Linked DNA regions of Sus scrofa: all the other regions are linked to region 1. The links are chromatin contacts, called in public Hi-C and promoter capture Hi-C maps. All regions are on one chromosome and are shown on one strand. Each heading gives the region's core, a stretch centred on a gene start, on an enhancer-like site or on the middle of the called end of the contact. The rest is flanking DNA. Distances are from core to core; before and after follow the strand shown.

Region 1 (3,130 bases), core at 175-2,674:
TTCCTTCTGCTCTCTGTCTCCTCCCCGCATTCCTCCATCAGCGCCTCTTTTTTTTTTTTTTTTGCCTTTTCTAGGGCCGCTCCCACGGCATATGTAGGTTCCCAGGCTAGGGGTCTAATCGGAGCTGTAGCCACCGGCCTATGCCAGAGCCACAGCAACGCCGGATCCTTAACCCACTGAGCAAGGCCAGGGATCAAACCCGCAACCCCAAGGTTCCTAGTCGGATTCGTTAACCACTGTGCCATGACAGGAACTCCCATCAGCGTCTCTTGAGATCAGCTCCCAAACAGACTTCCAACACTCCAACCCTTGTCTAAGGACCTGCACCTGGGGAAACTCAGTTAAGACAACCCCCCTGCTACGAGATCCTCCTGGAGTTCAGACCCGCGTTTTTAAGATGAAGGACAACATGTAAATGACCCGGGACACTGCCGGGCGCCTGGGGACACGCCAACTAGTAGTTCCTGCTGCTGCGCCCCCAGCTGAGCCCCTGGCCCTGGAAAGGACGTCATTACCTGATGGCCTTTTCGACGTCACTTCTGGGAATGATGTCAGACATGTTGGCAGGTGAGGTGACAAAGAAGTTGAAGGAGATTCTTGGCTTCAAGTCACTCACCCACACGTCCTCCGCCCTGTGGAGAAACAAAGGACACAGCTTCCCCGCTGGCACAGAGGACGCTGTCCAGAGCTCCTGCTGGGGAAAGCAGCGTGGGGGAGGACCCCGGGCTGAGGGAGAGGGACACGGGCAGGGCCGGCAATGGAAGGGCCCGCCGGTCCACTCAGCCTTAACACGGCCCAAAGCACAGGAACTCATCTATGCAGGTTGAGATGGCAAGTCTTGGCACTACTGGTTCTGCCATCACATAAGAACCATAGGTTTTTTTTATTCAAGGATAGAAATATTTCAAACGGGAAGCCGCAGCAGCATCAGCAAGGAGTCAGTGGCGACCAAGGACTGTGATCAACAGCATGGTGGGCGGCAAGGGCTCGGTTCCATGGGCAGGAGTGGTGCGTTTACATCTTCCAGCTCTGCCCCTCCCAGCAAAAGACCTCGTGCCACCCCCACGCGGAGGGGGAGGCGGGGGGTTCACAGTACAATGTGGCAGGACTGCGCTCTCACGCCACCAGATGCAGCCCAGTGAAACCCAAGGCAGATCATGGGGCGCAGAGGCTTCCTCACTCAGCAGCAAAGCCGATGGCCTTGGAAGGGCTTTGAGGTGCACAGGCACCTTCTCCTCGCCTTCCCACCCCCGTGGCCCAGTCCCCACTGTCTTCTATTCGCTCCCTCGGCTCCCGCCACGCTGGCCTCCTGGCAGCTCCTCCAGCAGGTCAAGGATATTTGCTCCTCGGGATCTTTCCACCTGCTATTTTCCCAACGGAAACACTGCCCTCATTTTCTGCACCTCTGGCTCTCTCTCCTGCTTCAGCTATTTGCTCAATTATTAACAGGCCTTCTCTGACCATTTTAGTTAAAATTGAACTCTACACACAACACACACACACCAGCAGTCTCCAGCCCCCTTTCTGTTGTTTTTCTCCCTCACCCTTGTCACCATCGAATTCTACTATATTTCACCTACATGTTTTGTTGATTGTCTACAACACACACACATAAAACACACACTTTAGAATATAAGCTCAATGAGAGGAGAGGTGGAAAGAATGGGAGAGGAAAAGAGGAGAGAGGAGGGAAGGGGAGGAGAAGAGGCCAGGAGAGGCCACTGAGTAACAATGCTCGTGCCATCTACAAGTCAACTAAGCCACAATCACCCCTAAACAGAGTGGTCCACGTTCCAGGAGAGCTAAGAGGTTTAAACGTTATTAGGAAGTTTTTCTTAATTTCACTTGAAGAAAAGTTGAAGCATAATATTTTCTCCAACCCACGGGTTACTGGCTGGGGTAACTTTTTTCTTTTTCTTTTCTTTCTTTAGGGCTGCACCCGAGGCATATGGCGATTCCCGGGCTAGGTGTCGAATCAGAGCTACAGCTGCCGGCCTACACCAACACCAGATCCGAGCCGCATCTGTGACCTACCCCACAGCTCACGGCAATGCCAGATCCTTAACCCACTGAGCGAGGCCAGGGGTCGAACCTGCATCCTCGTGGTTCCTAGTTGGATTTGTTTCCACTGAGCCACGACGGGAACTCCCTGGCTGGAGTAACTTGAGGGCACAGCAAATCCACTCACCCAAATGGAATGGTCTCATTTTTGGCACTTGAAAAATAATTTCTCATGGCGTAGGCAATAGATGACCGGAACAGATACATTTCATTGTCATTCCATTCATACTGCAAGTTCAAAAGAAAAACACTGCTCAGGAGAGACTGTGGGGCACATTACAACCTGGTACTCCACCCGCATTATTTTTAAATTGTCTAATATTCCAAAGATTCTTACTCTGCATTAGTACCTCAGCATCGCGTGGAGGGCTTGCTCAACCATGGCACACGGGGGGGCCTAGCCTCGGGGTCTCTGATTCAGAAGGTCAGGGACAAGACCCAGGGACCTGCAGCTCTAACAAGCTCCCAGGTGGTGCTAACACTGCTCGTTCAGCAACCTCGCTTTGAGAACCACTGGCTTCACTGGCCCTTTCAGTTTAGTTCGATGTCAGCTGAAATAAACACCCGAGGGCAGGTTTATAGGTGGGAGTCAGGTTTATAGGTGGGAGTCAGGTTTATAGGTGGGAGTCAGGTGAGCCCTTGGTTTGGGTTACAATGTCCATATACGCTGAGTTTTGACTATTTTTTTTTAGTAAGTTTGCAGATGTGTATAAATGTAAAAGAGATTTGAGTTTCAAAGGAAAAGGATAATGTTTTTAAAAGCAAGGTCACTTGTTCTTGATATTCAGCACTAAACCAATGGCTTGTGTATCTGCACGGTTCAGGAAAAAGTTGCTGAAAGAGAAAGGAGCAGTCGCTCCAGCAGGTGGAAGTAGAGATCAAGGAATAGCACGTACTACTGCTCTTATTAATATCATTACTAACGTTCGGGTTACTATTTCTATGCTCAAAAAAAATATGAAAAGCCAAGTTCTCAAAATAGTGGCAAAGATCCAGTTAGACTTTGCCACGAAATAGCTTGAATGGGGCAGCTATGCTGGCCCTGAAAGGTAGGTGGCTAAAAGTGGTT
Region 2 (3,130 bases), core at 342-2,841, 84 kb after region 1:
GTTTTAAAATGCTAACCATCATCTGAGCCTTCAGTGAATTTTAACCTTTTTGTTAGTGGAGGGTCTTGCCTCAGTGTCAATGGCTGCTGACGAATCAGGGTGGCGGCTGCCGAAGGCTGGGGTAGCTGTCGCAATTTCTAAAAATAAGACAATGAAGTTTTCTGCTCTGATTGACTCTTTTTTCGTGACCCCTTTCTCTGTATATACTGTGCAATGCTGTTTGGATTTTACTCACTGTAGACCTTCTTTCAAAATTGGGAGTCAATCCTCCCAAATCCTGCCGCTGCTTTATCAACTAAGATTAAGTCATATCCTTTGCTGCCATTTCAATCATCTTCACAGCAGCTTCACCAGGAGTAGATTCCACCTCACGAAACCACTTTTTTGTTTCAACCATAAAAGCAATTTCTCATCTGTTAAGTTTTATCATGGGATTGCAGCAATACAGTCACATCTTCAGGCTCGATTTCTAATTCTAGTTCTCTTGCTTTTTCCATCACATCCACTGAAGCCTTGAACCCCAAGTCACCCATGAGGGTTGGAACCAACTTCTTCTAAACGCCTGTGAAATGTCGATATTTGCACCTCTACCCGTGAATCACAAATATTCTTAATGGCATCCAGAATGGTGAATCCTCTTCAGAAGGTTTTCAACAGACTTTGCCCAGGTCCATCAGAGGAACCACTGTCTATGGCACCATAGCCTTATGAAATGTATTTCTTAAATAATAAGACTTAAAAGTCTAAATTACTCCTTGATCCATGGGCTGAGAATGGATGTTGTGTTAGCAGGCATGAAGGCAACATTAGTCTTGTTACATAGCTCCATCAGAGCTCTCAGGTGACCAGGTGCACGGTCACCGGGCAGTAATATTTTGAAAGGAATCTTTTTTGGAACAGGAGGTCTCAACAGTGGGCTTAAAATATCCAGTGATCCATGTTGCAAACAGATATGCTGTCGTCCAGGCTTTGGTATTCCATTTGCAGAGCACAGGCAGAGTAGATTTAGCACAATTATTAAGGGCCCTGAGATTTTCAGAATGGTAAATGAGCACTGGCTTCAAGTTAAAGTCACCAACTGCATTAACCCCTAGCAAGAGCGTCAGCCTGTCCTTTGAAGACTGGAAGCCAGGCATTGACTTCTCTCCAGCTATGGACGTCCCAGATGGTAGCTTCTTCCAATATAAGACTGTTCTGTCTACATTGAAAATCTGTTATTTAGTGTAGCCACCTTCATGAATTATCCTCTGGTAACTTCCTTCAGCTTCTACCTTCGCACCTGCTGCTTCCCCTTGCGTTTTTATATCATGTACACAGCTTCTTTCCTCAAAACTCTGCTGGTTTCAAATTTTTCTTCTGCAGCTTCCTCACCTCTCTCAGCCTTCAAAGGATTGAAGAGAGTTACGGCCTTGCTCTGGATGAGGCCTTTGCTTAAGGGAATGCTTTAGCTGGTTTAATCTTCTATCCAGACCACTAAAACTTTCTCCACATCAGCAATAAAGCTGTTTCACTTTCTTATCATTTGTGTGTTCAGGGAAGAAGCACTTTCTATTTCCTTTGGGAATTCTCCCCTTGCATTCACAAGTGGGCTGTTCAGTGCAAGAGGCCTGGCTTTCATCCTGTCCCAGTTTTCAACGTGCGTTCCTCGCTAAGCTTAATCATTTCTAGCTTTTCATTTAAAGTGACAGACTTCTGTCTCTTCCTTTCACCCGAACACTTAGAGGCCATTGTAGGGTTATGAATTGGCCTGATTTCAATACTGCCGTGTCTCAGGGAAGAGGGAGAAAGATGGGGAATAGCAGGTTGGTGGAGCAGTCAGAACACACAATATTCATCATTAACTCTGCCATCTTATATGGGCGCGATCTGTGGAGCCCACGGTCCCCCCACTCCCCCCGCCAAATTCCAATAGTAACATCAGAGATCACTGATCACAGATCATCATGATACATATAACAATAGTGAGAAATAGTGCAAGACATAGTTTGAAATATTGCAAGAATTATCAAAATGTGACACAGAGACAGCAAGTCAGCAAATGTTGGGAAAATACTGCCAAAAGACTTGGTTGACACAGGGTTGCCACAAACTTTCAATTTATATATATAAAAAAAAATTACCTGCAAAGTACAATAAAGTGAAGTACAATAAGATGAGGTCTGCCTGTATCAGGGAGCCCACGCGCCTAGAGGGTGTTGAGGAACAGGGTTTGCTCAAGGTAAAGCAGTGACAGCTAAAGGCAGAAAGAGTATTTCTGCTCCCTTCAAACAAGATAGGGCTGAAAAGCCAAGGCCCAAGAAACAGCCAGAAAAACAACGAAGGACAGACAAATATGATTTCAAAACGGGAGAGAATTAATTATTGGGGAATTGGAACTGTCATCATAATCAGTATGGACGATTCCAGGGAGAAACAGCAGTGATGCTAGAAGGATTTTAGTGGATGTTGCAGCACAGTGAGCCTGGGGGGCTCGGGCATCAAGGACATCTGGTTTAAATCCAGGTACCGCTACTTTCTAACCATATGGCAACTGTGGACAGGTTCGTTTTTATTGGCCATGTTATAGCAAAAACAATGATAATTAGTATCTATGACAGTGTAGAAACCAGACTAAGGGCTTTGTACCTATCATCTCATCTAAATTCTATTGCAATACTATTCAGATTTTATTACTGTCCCTGTTGTTCAAATGAAGAAGCTGAGACTCAAATATGCAGAGCAACTTGTTTTCCACAATAGGACAAGACTGGTGAAAGGAAGGGACCTAGAACCCTATGCAGGCTTTGCTCAAAACACATATTTGGAGTTCCCATCGTGGCTCAGCAGTTAATGAACCTGACTAGTAGCCATGAGGACTAGGGTTCGATCCCTGGCGTTGCTCAGTGGGTTAAGGATCCGGCATTGCCGTGAGCTGTGGTGTAGGTCGCAGACATGGCTCGGATGTGCCGTTGCTGTGGCTGTGGCATAGGCTGGGAGCTGCAGCTCCAATTGGACCCCTAGCCCGGGAACCTCCATATGCCACAGGTATGGCCCTAAAAAGATAAAAACAAAAAGAACACATATGTGATTCCTATTGATGTATATGTTTTTTAATGATTTTTATTTCTTCCATTATAGTTGGTTTAGTGTT
Region 3 (3,130 bases), core at 324-2,823, 72 kb before region 1:
CCTGGCCCGCCCGGCCCCGCGGGCGCCACCCGGGTCCTCCCTCCGGTCCCGGCGGCCGCGGGGGCGCGGCGAGGGCGGGCTCGCGGGGCGCCGCGCAGCTGCCTCACGGTGACTCAGCGCTTCGCCGCCGGCGGCCGCAGAGAGGCGAGAGCCTGTGGCTCTCGGGGGCCCGGGGCAGGGGCCACCCGCGTTGATTGACAGGCCGCCGCCGCGCCGATCCCTTCGCTCCGCCCCCCGCCGCTCCCTCGCCCCCCGCCGGCTCGGCTGCCCTGCCGCCCCGCGCCCTTCCGGCCCCCGCGGCGAGCGGCGTGCGGGGGCCCCGGGTGGGGTGGGTAGGACGGGCAGGCGTTCCGTTCAGGGCCAAGGGCCCAGCTCGACCTACTAGGAAATGTGTCTTTACCTGGAGTCCGCCGGGTAAGCAGCCCACGGAGCTTGGTTACAAGGGTTCCAATGCGCCCTCCACCACTTCCAGCTGCGTGACCTAGGGCAGGTGGCTTGGCCTCTCTGGGCCCCGGGTTCCTCCACTGTAAAATGGAGATGGCGATGATAATTCAATACAACCTGGTGGGGGCTGTGGTGAGAATTAAATGAGCTTGGCAGGTCCTGAGCGGTACACGATGGCTAGTTGCCCGCTGTTGGCCCCTTACAAAGGGGCGGGAGTTTAGAGAGTTTTCCCAGGGGCGCGTGGGGGGTGCAGAAGCCACTGCGCGGTTTCTGTTCTGTAAACACCCGAAAGCTCATTGCCTGGTTTTGAAAAAGGACCGAAAGTGCCTCCTCTAAAACAGGAGTCGGTAAAGGGCCAGATAGTAAACACCGCTTTGCAGGTGTTCTCTGTGGAGGCTGCTCCAGGGGCCTGGGCAGCAACCAAAGAGCCAGAGGCAACCTGTAAGTAAACGGGCGCAGCTGTTTCAGTACAACTTTCACTATGGTTACTGCAATTTGAATTTCACGTAACTTTTGCTTGTCATGAAGTGTTATTCTTCTTTTGATTTTTTTTTTTTTTTTAAGTTCAAGCACTTAAAAGCCTCAAAACCATTTTTGGCTCACAGGCACTACAAATTAGGTAGTGGGCCAGACTAACCCCTGCTCTGAGAGAACAGTTAGTAGAGGAATAAGGACTCCATTCCTTCTATGTGGGGCTCAAATCCCCCCTTTCCGCTTTACTTAAATGAGTCAAAGCTAAACGAGATAACACACATGAAATTGGTGCAACCGCTATGGAAAAGTATGGAGCATCCTCAAAAAACTACAAATAGAATTATCATTTGATCCAGCAATCCCACTCCTGCGCATCTATCCAGAGCAAACCATGCCTAGAAAAGACACATGTACCGGTGTGTTCACTGCAGCACTATATACAATACCCATGACATGGAAGCAACCTAAATGTCCATCGGCGGAGAAGTGGATAAAAAGATGTGGTCCATATATACAATGGAATACTAGTCAGCCATTAAAAGGAATGAACTAATGGCATTTGCAGCAACATGGATGGACCTAGAAAGTATCATGTGAAGCGCAGTCAGTCAGACAGTGGGACACAAAGTCACATGCCATCACCTATATGTGGAATCTAGAAAGGATACAATGCGCTCACTTGCAGAACAGAAACTGACTCCCAGGCTTTGAAAAACTTAGGGTTACCAAAGGAGACAGGTTGTGGAGGGAGGGATGGGCTAGGGGTTTGGGATGGAAATGTTGTAAAATTAGGTTGTGATGATAGCTGTACAACTATAAGTAAAATTCATTGAATTAAAAAAAGAAAAAAGAAAGCTGCCATGAATACAAAAAGTGCAATGAAATAATATTGCTATTTATCATCATTATACTTAGCTCTGCAGCTGTCTCCAAACAAAACAGAACCAAGGGCGCTCTGTCTGACAGGTTTTGGTTTTTAGTAAATGCTTCTGGAGTTCCCACTGTGGCACGGTGGGTTAAGAACTCAACTACAGTGGCACGGGTTCAATCTCTGGCCTGGCGCAGTGGGTTAAAGGCTCGGATTTGATTCCTGGCGCGGGAACTTCATATGCCACAGGTGCAGCCATAAAATCAAAAAAAAAAAAAAAAAAAAAAAAGCTGCTGCATCGCCTATCAAAAAGTTAACTCCTCTATCTTGAAAGTCTGTGGATTCCGCTCCTCTTCTCTCTTAAATATCTCTTAAACATATCCAGTGCTTCCCATTTTGATGGCCACCATCTATCTTCTCTGCTTAGCAGAGCATTCTCCAAGACACAGGGAAATGGCATAGCTGCCTCAAACCTTCATTGCCCTCAAGCCAAAGCCCTGCGATGTCTTGAACCCAGCCCCACACTCAGCAGGCTGACACTTGCTCAAGGACAAACACACACACACACACACACACCCTCTTTCCATTATGCTGAATTTTTTAAGCTCTAGAATGTGCATTCACCCTCTTACTGGCTTGCTGTGCCTAGAACTTTCTTTCTCCTTGATCTGGCTCATCCCCACTCCTCTTTCAGCTCTCAGTCTCCACATGACTCCCTCTAGGAAATCTGGCCTGTCTGTCCCCTCAGGTTTGGGTGAGATGTTTGATGTGGCGGTCATCCCACCTACAGGTCATTGTTTATCCTCCTTGGGGACACTGTGCCAATTCTGGGTGTGGCTCTGAAATGGCCTGGCAGCTTCTGGTTCCAGCGTCTGGGAAGCCGGCTGCTATGTAAGAAGAGCGAGGACTCTGAGAGCAGCACGCGACGTGGAAAGGTCCTGGAAGAAGAAACGCCGTGTGAGGAAGGGGCCAGAGGCCAAGGACACTGCAGTGCCAGCCATACAGACAAACAAGTCATCTGGGAAGTGGCTCCTCCTGCCACGGGTGCCCCAGCTGACGCCATGTGGACAAGGCACGAACATCCAACTTCTGGACCCAGAGGCTTGTGAGCAAATAAACACGATTGTTTTAAGCCCTTCACGTTCCAGGTTGTACATTTTGTGAAAAGAGATAACTGGAAAATATGCTTTCATGTGGGAAAAAGAAAAAAAGATGAGGAGTTCCCGTCGTGGCGCAGTGGTTAACGAATCTGACTAGGAACCATGAGGTTGCAGGTTCGATCCCTGGCCTCGCTCAGTGGGTTAAGGATCCGGTGTTGCCGTGTGCTGTGGTGTAGGTCGCAGA

Evidence for each region. Promoter capture Hi-C pulls out the DNA fragments that hold promoters and counts their contacts. Hi-C and Micro-C count contacts between places; a contact is called where the count stands out from the background.
Region 2: a Hi-C map of liver shows a contact between it and region 1, with 4 times the contacts expected there. The contact joins two enhancer-like sites. A contact is called at or near these places in 1 of 5 promoter capture datasets (liver) and 8 of 47 Hi-C or Micro-C datasets (embryonic fibroblasts, epiblast stem cells, heart right ventricle and 4 more).
Region 3: a contact with region 1 is called in a promoter capture Hi-C map of liver, with 4 times the contacts expected there. The contact joins the promoter of PIR here to the enhancer-like site in region 1. A contact is called at or near these places in 1 of 5 promoter capture datasets (liver), 5 of 47 Hi-C or Micro-C datasets (brain, embryonic fibroblasts, liver and 1 more) and 2 of 2 datasets of contacts at active chromatin or transcription factors (alveolar macrophages and skeletal muscle).

Annotation. Positions count from the first base shown.
Region 1 is chrX:12,105,022-12,108,151 of Sscrofa11.1, forward strand. It overlaps ACE2 (angiotensin I converting enzyme 2), which reads right to left. Exons shown (of 18, transcript NM_001123070.1): 15 at 2,189-2,289; 16 at 516-632. Among named protein-coding and RNA genes, the nearest start is that of CXH4orf3, 35 kb to the right of the region's middle. Within about 2 kb of position 1,425, at least 5 of the 83 cell types and tissues checked have an H3K27ac peak or open chromatin away from gene starts, as enhancers often do. A contact at or near this core is called in liver, where this site is marked.
Region 2 is chrX:12,188,865-12,191,994 of Sscrofa11.1, forward strand. All of the region lies in intron 5 of TMEM27 (collectrin), which reads right to left. Among named protein-coding and RNA genes, the nearest start is that of TMEM27, 25 kb to the right of the region's middle. Within about 2 kb of position 1,592, at least 2 of the 83 cell types and tissues checked have an H3K27ac peak or open chromatin away from gene starts, as enhancers often do. A contact at or near this core is called in liver, where this site is marked.
Region 3 is chrX:12,033,056-12,036,185 of Sscrofa11.1, forward strand. It overlaps PIR (pirin), which reads right to left and starts at 1,574. Exons shown (of 10, transcript XM_005673448.3): 1 at 401-1,574.